Regions from separate parts of the Mus musculus genome. Here region 2 is linked to region 1. Evidence: chromatin contacts called from public Hi-C data. All regions are on one chromosome and are shown on one strand. Each heading gives the region's core, a stretch centred on a gene start, on an enhancer-like site or on the middle of the called end of the contact. The rest is flanking DNA. Distances are from core to core; before and after follow the strand shown.

Region 1 (6,477 bases), core at 1,992-4,491:
CTGGAAGAGCAGTCAGTGCTCTTAACCACTGAGCCATCTCTCCAGCTCCAGGGTTTTTCTTTTTTTAATATTTATTTATTTATATATTTATTATATGTAAGTACACTGTAGCTGCCTTCAGACACTCCAGAAGAGGGCATCAGATTTCGTTACGGATGGTTGTGAGCCACCATGTGGTTGCTGGGATTTGAACTCAGGACCTTTAGAAGAGCAGTCGGCACTCTTAACCGCTGAGCCATCTCATCAGCCCCAGGGTTTTTCTTAATATCAAGGAATTTTCTGATGAAGATAATTAACATAGCCATCACTTTAAACCTGTATTTGCCTGAATGGCAAATGCATTCAAAATCTTTCCTAGCTATTTTCAGTTATATATAATGCAACACTGTTAACTGTCTTCGCCAGACTGTGCCACAGAACACTAGAACCCATCTCCTCTTCACCTTCAACCCCTCCCATTCCTTCCTCACTAAATCTGTTCTTAAATGTTCCTTTTCTATTTACTCTGAGGATACATCCAGCCACGATGGGTGTTGTTTTCACAGATCCATCTCTAGATGGCCCCACGGCTACAGGTGTGAGCCCAGAAAGATCACTGCCTTCTTTTGAGTAGATTTGTGTGTTCTGGACACCTGGCTGGACCAGACGACAGCAACCTCCCAAGTACCGGATGGCTCATGCTTCCGTGTCAAGTAAAACATGAGACTTCTGTGGTCACAGAGAATTGGCCTACGAGGCTGCTTCTCTGTTGTTTTCAAGAAACCTTATACAGGAAATGTCTATAAGGTGTTACTAAAGAAGGTGGACTGTTAATAAAAATAAAACAAGCCCACTCTGCTTGGCTGAGCAGAGGGTTTGTTTTTCAAGGCTTGCAGTGTGAATCAGCTAATTCCTGGCTAAACAAGCATGCATGGTAACAATAACAACGGCTGTTAGCCAGCACTTGCTGTCTGCCCAGAGAATCCACAAGAATGTCTTTACTCTGACAGCAATCTATGTGATAGATATGATCACTTCTATCTACAAGCTGCACTCAGCAGGAGAGTAACCTTGAGTCACAACTTCTCAGACTGAGTTCTCGTGGTCCTTGTCGATGTAACCAACATCCAGGATCACATGCAATCGGCAGCACTTTTCCTCAGGAGAAAAACCTTGAGTTTGAACATCTGTACATGGCCTTTAGGTAAAGCTTAACAATTACTCTCTTACAGACTGAACCTTGGTCCAAGAATTTGAGCCAGGAATAGAGACGTTATAAGATGAAGGAGAAGCTAGTCACAGACCCAGGGACCCTCGCCTATCCTATCAGACTAAATGTTAAAAGAGTCCAAAGTCCCTTGAAGTTGGAGAGATGGTTCCGTGGCTAAAGGCACTTGATGCTCTTGTGAAGGGCCAAAGTTAGGTTCCCAGCACCCCTGGGAGACAGCTCACAACCGGGACTTCAGCTCCTGGGAATTCGTCGCCCTCTTCTGGCCTCTGGGTGCAGGCACGTGCATGAGTGTGTGTGTGTGTGTGTGTGCGCGCGCGCGCACATGTGCCCTCATGTGCATACACATATTAAAAATAAAATAGTTTTACATTTTTTCTTCTTTACTACCTCCCTGGCTAGATGAAATTCAAATATTTCAACTTTACCATTTCCTTTTTCTTCTAAGAGTTGAACATAAGCTGACTGGGTCTGGGACAGCCTGGATTCATGGATCTATCATGACAGAACCCAGGAAGCAGTATATAAATTCTGCTTTAAACACATGAATGATCTAAGGAGTGTTTAAAGTACTGACAGCGGACAGAACAGCTAACATTATGCACATCTGGTCCTATGCTAAAGTGTTCATTTGCATTGCATATGTTATCCAAGGGCAAACCCACACTGTGTATTATTGTGGTCTTTACGTTGGATACCAAGGCTCAGAAACACTCAGTAACCTGCTCATAATAAGCTGCTCATAGTAAGATACCTGTCTGCCGTGAATTCAAAGCCAGTGTTCTTAATTTCTGCCACTGTTCCCACTCTCATTGAAAGTAACCAAACTGATGCCACAGAACACTAGAACAGCAGAACTCACTGCTTGTGTCTTTAACATTTGCTATGTTCCATTCACGTTGCGTAACAATATATATTACTCCCCTAATAATGCATTTACTACTCATTAATGGGCATTCCTTTCATTTCCTTCCTTAGTGACAATGGGTAAGTTATTTAACATCTGAAGTGCTGGGGGGAGGTGTTTGTTTATAAAACATGGATAATCCAAATTTCCTAAGGTTTCTGTGACAACTTTATAGCACATTACCTGTATGTTCTGTATGCAAAACACACACAGGACATGCCCCAAACAGAACCTCCCCCCCCCACTTGCCTAAAGTTGACTAACTCATTCAACACTGCTTGAAGAGGCCATTAATTTGCAAGGCAGCTACTCAGAAATACCCTATGTCCATACTCTGATCCAGATGTTTCGGAATCTCTTTCCACTCGAGCTGCAAGCAACTCTCTTAAAGGATAAACACCAGTTTTCAAGAGAAAGGATGGAGGTCTCAGATAGACACAGTGTGCAAAGGTCAGATATGGCTAGTGTGTGTTTCCAAAGGGACGATACCAGTGGCTGGATGTGTGGAGTATAATTGAATCCCTAGTTAAAAATTAGCATCCTGCTTAAGAAGGCTGTGGTTTTTTTTATTTTAAAATATATATCTTAAGTGTACACTGGATGATTTCTTTACATAGGAATACACCCCTGTAACCCCACCCAAGACAAATATGTAACGTTTCCGGAACCCCATAACCCCCACCACCACCCAAGAGTGATTTAAAATCAACAGAGAAATGACCTCTAAAATCAGAACAGAAAGCAGAAAGTTAAAAAAAAAAAAAAAAAAAAAAGGCAATGCTGGCAGCAAGAAGGTGGGAGATGGGAACGGCCATTTGGGTAAGACAAACCCGATTTCTGGCTTCTTTCCAATGGTGCGTGCAGAGTGCTTCTGTGCACTCACGTTCATTTTGCCCATCCGTCCTCACAAGGACTGCGACATGGTCCACACTAAATCTTGTTTTCCATGTGAGGAAACAAACTCGTTCAGGGTTTTAGAGAACAGCTCCAACCACAGCAGAACTAGCTGCAGGATCAGCTCAGCAAATCCATCCACGTGGCAGAGGGACCTGGGAGGGCCAGGCGTCAGGTTACCAAGCAGCAGCGTGACAGCTCGTATAAAAGCCCGGACCAGCTATCCTGGAACATCAGGAATCAACTCTGCCGCGCTCTTTTGAATTTCTCCGCGTTTCTCCGGGTTGGAAAACCATCTGACTCTGAATACCAGGTATATGAATGGGAATCCAGTTCCCTCCTGGGTGTTAGACCCAGGTGGCCCGAAGCTCTCTAGAAGGAGAAACCATTTCTGGGGTGTGTGTGTGTGTTCTCGCGCAGAACTAGAGTGTACTAGACACTTAAGGTTTCAGGAAATGAGTGCACAAATGATCAAAGCAAAGCGCCTCTTGGAACTAGGGACAGAGGCGCAAGTTAGAAGACAAAGGTAAAGAGGTAGGACGGAAAAGACTGAAGCAAACTGCAAATCTACCTGGCATCTGACTAGAGACAGGGTGGGCGATATACGATTGTTTTTCAATCTGTAAAAACAGTTTGTAATTGTGGTGAGGGATGCATTTTGTCTTGTAAGGCTCAGGACAGGACGATGTCAAAGAAAAGAGACAGAAATTCCTGCTTTCCTCCAGACTGTCTCTGACTGGTATGTGTTTATGTGTTGCAGGCAGCCTGGAACAGGATCACAGGGTTCAGACACTAGCGGCCAGATGTGGTGTCTGGAGCGGCTCTTGCGGGACCGAGATGGGTTTCTCCCGGGGCGCGTCCACCGCTCCAAAGCTCGCTCATCCGCTGCGTGCGCAAACGTGCTCACTCCAGACCGCATCCCAGAGTTCTTCATCCCGCCGAGGCTGGAACCTAGCACGGCCTGGGCTGCGCTGCGCGAAGCCTGGGCTGCAGACACGGAGGCCGACGACGGCGCGGGCCGCACAGACTGGGACCCGCGCTCCCAGGCTGCGCTCTCGCTGCCGCACCTACCCCGCGCGCGCACCGCTTACGGCTTCTGCGCGCTGCTCGAGAGCCCGCACACGCGCCGAAAGGAGTCGCTCTTCCTCGGCCACCCAGGTGTCCCGGTCCGCCGGCCTGGGCTTCGCCACCGCACGCACACCTACGCGAGCCCCCGCCGAGTCCCGGACGCTCCGCGCCCTGCCCCGGGCGACCCAGACGCTGCCCGGGTCCCGACGCCCACTCCTGCTCCCAGCAGACGCCGCCTCCTACGCTCCCCGGGCAAGCTGCTGAGCCGCGCACTTCGAGCCCCTCGACGTCTGGCCAGCGCGCGCCCCCCGTGCCGCGGCGACGAGCACGAGCGCGCCGCCTCCTGCGCGCCCCCGGTCCCCAGCAGCCCGGATCCCGAGCGCCTGCAAGCTGAAGCCAGCGTGGCTCTGGGCCGCGGGGGTTGCACGCTGCGCCTGGCGGCCGAATACTGTCCGCGCAGCGCCTGCCTCCGCCTCCGCCTGCTGCGCGCTGAGGGCCCGGCCGCCGCGCTGGAACCCCGCGCCCTGGGCTGCCGCCTCAGCCTGGTGCTGAGGCCGTCGGGCCAGCAGCGTGCCAGTGTGGTCCGCCGCAGCCGCAAGGCCGCCCTGGACCAGGACTGCTGCTTTGACCGGCTCCCGGAGGAGCAGCTGCGCCGCCTGGCCGTGCGCATCAAGGCGGAGAGCAAGGGACGGCGGCTGGGCCAGGGCGAGCTGCTGCTGGGCTCTCTGCTACTGCTATGAGCGCGGCTTCCCTGGAGCCCTGGACACCTAAGGTCGCTTGGCCATGAGATGCACAGAGACTCTTGGCCCAGAGACACTTGTAGCCTCCTCTTGGTCCTGGAACACTTGCAGCTTCTTGGCCCTGAGACACTCTTAGGTTTTGGTCCTGGCACACTCTCAGCCTCTTGGCTCTTGGACAATGACTGACAGCCATTTGTACAAAATAAACATGTGTTCATTTTTCTAGCCAGGGCTTTGTTTCAGTCCAATTCTGGCAGAGCTAATCCTAAATTATTATAGTAATATACGTCGCTTCTTTTTGTGTGGGCAGACACCTTGAAATTTCTGTTGTGCAATGGGGTAGTGTTGAGCAGTGTTCCCCACTGTAGGCAGCAATTGTATTTAATCTGTTCACACATTCCAACTGGAAAATAGTTACTGTCGATGTCAGACCAGCCTCGTTTTTAAAGTTCATTTATTCCATGGCGTCCTTTGAGACTGATAGTGTCAGTTACTTACGATGCATTAAGATGTTACATAAGAAAGGCCAGTGTCTAGTAACATTGATGAATGGGTAAAGGTGCTTGCCACCAGGCCTCATGGCCATAATTGGAATCTAGTGAAGATTGTGGGACCTTCATGAGGGAAGGAGAGGAAAAATCCCTGCAAGCTTTACTCCGGGGTGACCTCACCCCAACCCTAATAATAGGCACGACTATTCCCATCTTGCAGATGAGAATACTGAGGCACAAAATAAAGAAAAGTCGGGGGTTGAATGTTGGACGTCAGTATTAAAATGCTTGTCTGGGAATTGGGGCATAGCTCAGTTAGTAGAGTGCTTGCCTCACACATACAAAGTCCTAGGTTCCATCCCCAGGACTGTATGACCCTTAGTTCCTATCAACACACACCTGTAATCACAATACTGGAAGGAGAAAGCAGATGTGTCAGGAGTTCAAGGTCATCCTCTGCTATGCAGGGAGTAAAAGCTAGCATAAGCTAAATGAGCCCCTGCCTGAAATAAACAAACAAACAAATAAATATTCATCCTCCAAAAGTGTCTGAAAAAAATGGTTCTGAGTTTGAAATCATATTCCCCATTTTCATCAGGGAAAGCAGACTGGTGGAAACGGTGACATATGGACAAATGCTAATGCCATCAGTCTGAGACTGAGGAAAATGCTAAGCCACCTCAGACCCATAGGATCCAGAACCCCATTTCCACTGACTCCCGCTGAGCTAATCCGCCATTGCAGCACACTGGAGAGCACACAGGATGGTGTTCTACCTCTGGCTTCTAATAAGCTTTCCTGTGTCCTAAGGATGGTTTTCCTTCATCCCTCATACTCACTATCAAGCTGGGTTACTCCTCCCTTTCTTGGGCAGGTGAGTAGAAGACATGGCCTAAGCAAGGGCAAACCACATTAAAATGTACAAGACAGCATAAACGGTGGCCACATTATCAGGCTGGACTCAGAAATGGTTTCCGTGACCACTCTGTTTGGCAGTGTTAACAATGGGTGCCCCCAAAGGATGCCATTAAGAAAAGAGTTTCCGTTTCTGGTACATCTCAGACTGAATACTGAGGTGAGGATTTACAACAGCGACCAGTGGAAAATATCACCACAGTCTAAATCCCCTGCTTCTAGCAGCTTGCTGTTGTTAGCCACATGAGCGATGGT
Region 2 (6,477 bases), core at 2,840-5,339, 120 kb before region 1:
GTGAGACATTCTGTCTTACAGCTTTCTAACTTTTCCAGCCCCTGCTCACCTGCATGCACACTTAGTTTGGAAGTGGCAGTATCTTCCATATTCTTCTGGCACAGCGATAATTGCACGATGCAATAAGTTAATGCTTTGTCAAAAATAATGTGTATTCTACTATGCCCTCAAAGAGAGACATTCAAAGCCCATTCTTCCTGTTTTCACACGATGGGTATCCAGAGTAAGAATAAATAAATAAGCAATATAGCAAGACAATATTCATTGTGATTTGAGTGCACAGAGCAGCAGCGAGAAAGCAGCTACACATGCGTGACAATAAATAAACCACTCCTGGGCTGTGCACTGTGAACCTCATACATGTGCAACAATAAATAGTGGCCCCAACCACTCCTGGGCTGTGCACTGTGAACCTCATATAACTTCACTTCTCATAAAATATTATTTGGGTGTTCCCCATCTTTTCAATATTAAACACTTTGGTTTGAAATCAAAAGCTATACATAAACAGGCAGTGGTTTCACTGTGACTTATCATTCATACTTTACTGAGGTGTATTAAAGAAAACCGTTTATGAAATAAATATGAATCTATAATATTTTAATTTACCTAGCTTACTGAGACTAGCTAATGATGTTTCCTATGTGTTGCATAAATCCAGCAGCTCTTCCTGATAAAAACCATGAAACCTGGGAAAGCACCCTCATGTTTAGGGCATCTAAAGAGATTGTTGTTCTGTTGGGGGAAAACTGTCCTCTAAATAAGTCTTTTACCAAACTCACTGTGATTAGCAGACAAGAGAACCATACAAGTGTTTTCTCAGTAGAAACTGAACCAGAGGAATTAATGGGTGTGAAAGTTCTAAATAGCCATAATGGCTAATAATAAATGACATAATAACTAACTAATAATAAGTAATATAATAACTAACCACGAAACTTAAAATCCAGAGGAAACTGATGCTCAAGTATGGAGGGATTGGCTGGACTCTCCCTTCTCACACGCTGGTAGGCACAGCGAATTTCTAGCTAACAAGCTCTCAGTTAGATGTCTCACTTAGGGAGTGAGTTTACAGGGCTCTGACATTTCACAGTACCTGTAGTTACCGGTGCCCACACATTTCCTTTCCCACACTCTCCAGGCTGCCTGCTGGGGTATCAGAGAACTTAGCAGCTGTTCACTTGGGGAACCTGCCCCTTTCCTCAGAGATCTGTAACAAGGAACCCAGATGCTGCCACAAGGGCCTGACTCCACTCAGTGTTGTTCCTGCAATGTTGTGTGTGATATTGGAATATGAACTCTCCTAGAAGTGTGCTCCGCAACATGCTATCGTCTGTAAACATTAACCTTCAATGACCCATCAGTGTGTTCCTGAACCCACAAATACATATTACAGTGTGTGTGTGTGTGTGTGTGTGTGTGTGTGTGTGTGTCTTGCTTCCCTTATAAACATTTTTTTCTAATTTATTTCTAGTGGCTTCTCTCAAGGCATACTAGTTTCCCCAAATTCCACTGCATAAATGAATTATTTCTACTGCAGATGCAGATACTATTTTCAGTTTTTCTCAATGTTTTTATAACTCGTTTTTTAAAACAAAAAAGGAAAGAGGAGGAAAGGAAGGAGGACAGGAAGAAAGGAGGGAGGGAAGGAGGGAGGGAGGAAGGGAGGGAGGAAGGGAGGGAAGGGCTGACGGATGGACTGTCTTTCCTGCCAACTGACATGAATACTGTGAAAGCACAGAAGGCCCCTGAGTCCTCTGAGACTCTGGACCTATCTATCACCTGGCAGTCCAAACATTTACTTAGTACATATGTCAAATTGAGGACATGCATCTATCTGTATATAGTCTCACTAAATGTATATTGTGAACTTGGGGCTTTTTAAAGACTTCTGCATCTTATCTCTCTTTGTATATACCTGGTGATTCCGACATATGAGACTTCCTGCTTGTTTTCATTGTTAACCAGAGAGAGCCCGAGGCTGTGGAGCGACAAGGCTACTTCGTGATCGGCCTGTTCCATTTCTTCAGCTTGGAGTGCTTTGGAAACCAAAGCAACATCATCTGTGAAAAGCAGAACCCTCTGGCGCCCATCAAGGAAGGACACCCAGTGTATCTGGATGTTCGCATCGTACGGAAACTGACCACACTCATCCTGGAGAAAGAAAGACACTGAGTTAAACATGGACAGAATTTTCATACTTAAAGCTGGATATAAAAGAAAAGCTTCGAAAGATTGACTGTAAGACAGAGAACTCCAGTCATCAAACTGACATAAAGCCAGCACTTACATAAAAATAACAAGAACGCTAACCAGGTCTAGGAATATGGCTCCACGGATAAGGCAGGTCTGTAAGCAGGACCTACATTTTAGAGCTCTAGTACCCATTTAGAAGCTAGGAAGGAGAGTGGCTGCCTGCAATCCCAGCACTTTGGAGGCTGAGGCAGAGGAATTTGGGGCAAACTGGCTCCTTAGACTAGCCCCATTAGAGACCCTGTCTTGATAAAGTAGGAAATGACTGAGAAAGACACCAGAAATCAATTTGAGGGTGCTACATCCATAAGTACATGCACTCACAGACTCTTATATGTGCCAACACACATGTACACACACACACACACACACACACACACACACATATCATTGTTTTCCCTATCATCGACAGAGCAGTGCCTTGGCTTGCGTCCCTGGCTAGTGTGGCAGGGCTCTGTGCAGGATCTCAAGCTTGCTTTACTAGCACCAGTGTGGTAAGATGATTGCCTGTCTCTCCAACTGGAGAGCAGTTCCTGCTGAGAAAAGAAGTCAGCATAAGAAGAGGTGTGTGTGTGTGTGTGTGTGTGTGTGTGTGTGTGTACCTATGTGTGTGCCTATGTGTGTGCCTATGTGTGTGACAGGGGTAAATAAGTGGCAGTGGAAATCCCAGGATTTTTGAGATGCTGGACCCAGGGGGCATCTGTGAGAAAAGCTTCAGGTATGGAGGTGAGGGTGCTTCAGAGAGAGGGGCTGTGTCTGCTGCAGGCAGCAGAGCTGGCAGAGCAGGGTGACCCAGCCCTCTGTACCTCAGGTGATTCCTCCACAAGCCCTAGATGCTGAGCATGGAGCTGCAGGATTTCATGTTCTCCCTGCTGGATTCTCTCGTTTGCATATGATCATTCCATGCTTTGCCCCCACCCCCCGTTTTTGGACTAGAAATGTTTACTCTATGCCACAGTATGTTAGAAATATGTAACTTTTTCATGATTGTCCAAGACTCACAGTTCTAAACAGTGTTGGGACTCTTAACAACTAGAGGGTCTTGTGAAGGTTGACTGAATGCATTTTGCCTTATTAAATGGTCACAACACAGGGCCAAGAGATGGAAGGCTGGTATAAAAGTAAATGGCTGGCTGTGTGGTTGACCAGGGATTCGCCTGTAATAGTTTATACTGATTGCCAATTTGATAGGATCTAGAATCACCTTGGAGACAAATCTCTGGACATGCTTATGAGGGATTTTCTAAATAAATGAACAGAAATAGAGAAATAAGCCTAAATGTGGACAGCACGCTTGCTGGAGCTGGAGTCCTAGCCTGAATCAAAAGGAAAAAGCAAGCTGAGCACTGGCTTTCACCTCTGCTCCATCACTCCAGACACAATGTGGCCAGCTTCGTCAACTTCCCTGCCTTGACAGACTGTAGCTCCATGAATATCAGAGGCCCAAACACCTTCCTCCTTAAAGATGCCTTGCATCGCACTTTATCTTAGCAACCAGAGAAACGACTCATACAAATGGTTTGCAGTATAAAACACAAAAGGAACAGTCTTAGAACATTTCAATTCACTTTGTTTCCATGAAAACAGCATTTCCATATCAAAGGGTACCTTTAAGAGATCATGCTCCCCAAAGTTAGCTGCATAGTTCCAAGTGAGTTTCCTGATGCCAGTGGGATCTGCCCAGGCAAAGAGTCGAGTTTCTCCTGGCAGCAATACTAGTTCCTCCTGTGACCCACTGAAACAGTTGACAGAAGATCAGCATGTCCTGGCCTTGAGACACCACAAAGGCCTTATAAACTTGCTTAGTCAATAACATACAACTCAGCCCCAAAACAAGTACACTAATACGCCCTGTAGCTAGCAGTTCTGGCACCTGGGCAGACAGACTATGTCAGTGCAGCACAGTTCCAGACACGCATTTACAGGAACGGGGTCACTGCCATTACCAAGTGACTAAGAGAAGGATAATGTTTAATACATAATTTCACAGACCTTTGTCTGCATTCTGAAATTTATAAAGACCCAAAGCCCAAAGATTTTTCTCAGGTTTGCTCTCAAGCCATTTGGCAAAAAGACCCATTTGAGTTGATTGGGATATTTAAAAGCATCTCTTTGTCCCAGTTCATATCAGACACGTAAGTTTTGCTGTAGAAATATAAATGTGTTTGGTGAATACTATGTCAAAACTTGCCAGTGCATTAGGAATAAACAGCACATGCCTCTTACCACCGTTGTCAAGTCTGAAGCCATCTGGGGTGTGAAACTGTAACATTTCCCAGAAAGGACCATGGATTATTGAAAGCAAAGTGGAGATCTAACCCCGCCTTGTCTCATACCTCTGTTTATACGTGAGGACATCCCACTGTGTGTGGTTCATTATCAGAGCAGGCGCAGACCCCTCATGATAGTCACTGAAGGTTATGACAGTTGAGTGTTCAGCAGTGTTTATGTCCACCAGGATGCCTCCATTCTGTTTCAGAGAAGAAGAAGTGTGCTCAGCCTACTGGCTAAGTATCTCAACTGCATGGACCCATCCCACGTTCAATCAGCTTTACAAACACGTCCCTTATCTCTAAAGTTCTCACTGGCTCTGGCTCCCACAAACGTGTGTTGTCATTAAAATGCCCCCAGAAGCCCTACAAGGCATCTCCAGATCTCTATAGCATGACTCACAGGAAAAGTTCAGTCAACTTTCAAAAGTCAAAGACATGATATTTTGCAATCTGAAGACTTACCAGATCCTCTAAGCTCAATAAAGTGCCGTTGTCTTGTCGGTTGTAAAAGAATGGCTTGGAAGAGCCTTCGTAGCCCACCACTCTCACACAAAGTTTGCCAGACAAATTTTCAGGCCAAAATGGAATACACTGAAAAAAGTATAATACCAGGACATAAGACAGCGGTTCATTAAACACATTGGGTAATTAAATTTTCAAGTCTAGATCTTATTTAATAAAATATCAGTAAAATTGTTCAAATGTCCTCTATACCTCATAGTAAAAACCCTGACAACACTGACGAGCTGGGTGTGGTGGCACACGCAGAAGCTGAAGCGGGAGCTTCCTAAGTTCAAGGCCAGCCCAGGTTACACAGCAAGAACCCATTTAAAAAAACAAAAACAAAAAAGCAAAACAAAAAGAAAACCCTACTGATATAATCATGAGACCACAGTGCATTCATCAGAATAAAAATCTATTAATCTATATGTACTTATAGCAATTACATTATAAAAAACTCAAGAGCTTACTGATTAAGAATGCCTCCATCTCCTGTGTACTTAAAAATCTCACTCTTCACTGCATTTGCCTTGCCAAGTTCATGGATCAATTTTAGTCATATGGGGATAACTAGAAAATGACTGCTAGCCATCTAGACTGAGCTAATAGAAAATATTACCAATTATTTTCTAATAGGGTGAAATAAAGATCTTTTGTAGTTGCTGTCACAGTTAACACATATGCGTGTCTATGCTTATCTGTACATTTTGGGAATCAGCCATATCTTAGGGAAATTTACCTCTGACGAAGCAACATAGTGCCATTTGTTGGTGGGTATGGAACCATCTGAAGCAATCTCTCCAACTTCTAGGTCTAACGAGGACTTATTTGCAACAGTACAGAAGGGAGTCAGAGTGACTACTCGTGAGAGATTAAAACTGCTCATCTTGATGCTAACCCCGACCTGAGGGAAGGAGACAAACAAGGTCATTCTCCTGCTCTTTATTCAGTGTCAAAAATGAAGACATAGGTCACACACGTGCAACTGAGAATATATAAACTAGGAGTCTTAGATAAGTAACTAGTAAAAGCTGTATTCTATTATTGTCCTCTACAGAAAGGTCTGGCTTCTCACACCAGCTTTACCAGAAATCAACTACAAAACACAGATCACACGCTCAATGACATCTCGCAATGATCGATTTACTGTCTGGTTTGTTGTTGTTTTTTTTTTTTTACTTATTAATAATCTAAATGTTAAGTGCTTTATAGTTAGTAGGCTCAAATTTAATTGCTTTGTCTATTACCAATAAAATCAGAATTCTGAAGCAGTAGAAAATGGGTCATGTGGCATCCGATTATTCAGATTTTCAAAGTAGTCAGGCTTAAGATTTAAGATATAACTGACAGGGTATATGGAATGAAGATTTGAATGTATCTTGAATATTACTAAAGTTGCCCAATCCAATGAAGTCAACCCATTTGAATTTTGACAAATTCAAGTTCTGCT

Evidence for each region. Hi-C and Micro-C count contacts between places; a contact is called where the count stands out from the background.
Region 2: a Hi-C map of embryonic stem cells shows a contact between it and region 1, with 2.6 times the contacts expected there. The contact joins the enhancer-like site here to the promoter of C2cd4a in region 1. A contact is called at or near these places in 16 of 39 promoter capture datasets (3T3-L1-derived adipocytes, the C10 cell line, the HPC-7 cell line and 13 more), 1 of 15 datasets of contacts at CTCF or cohesin (large pre-B cells), 59 of 484 Hi-C or Micro-C datasets (the 63-12 cell line, the C2C12 cell line, CD4 T cells and 31 more), 19 of 115 datasets of contacts at active chromatin or transcription factors (T-cell acute lymphoblastic leukemia, bone marrow-derived dendritic cells, embryonic basal ganglia and 9 more) and 5 of 9 other capture datasets (adipose tissue, embryonic stem cells, liver and 2 more).

The regions. Positions count from the first base shown.
Region 1 is chr9:67,829,094-67,835,570 of GRCm38.p6, reverse strand. It overlaps C2cd4a (C2 calcium-dependent domain containing 4A), which reads left to right and starts at 3,241. Exons shown (of 2, transcript NM_001163143.1): 1 at 3,241-3,321; 2 at 3,769-5,039. The coding sequence starts at 3,812. The coding sequence ends at 4,816.
Region 2 is chr9:67,953,178-67,959,654 of GRCm38.p6, reverse strand. It overlaps Vps13c (vacuolar protein sorting 13C), which reads right to left. Exons shown (of 85, transcript NM_177184.4): 63 at 5,767-5,931; 64 at 4,989-5,117; 65 at 4,590-4,723; 66 at 3,862-3,988; 67 at 1,919-2,154. Among named protein-coding and RNA genes, the nearest start is that of Gm20745, 69 kb to the left of the region's middle. Within about 2 kb of position 4,089, at least 9 of the 459 cell types and tissues checked have an H3K27ac peak or open chromatin away from gene starts, as enhancers often do. A contact at or near this core is called in embryonic stem cells and granulosa cells, where this site is marked.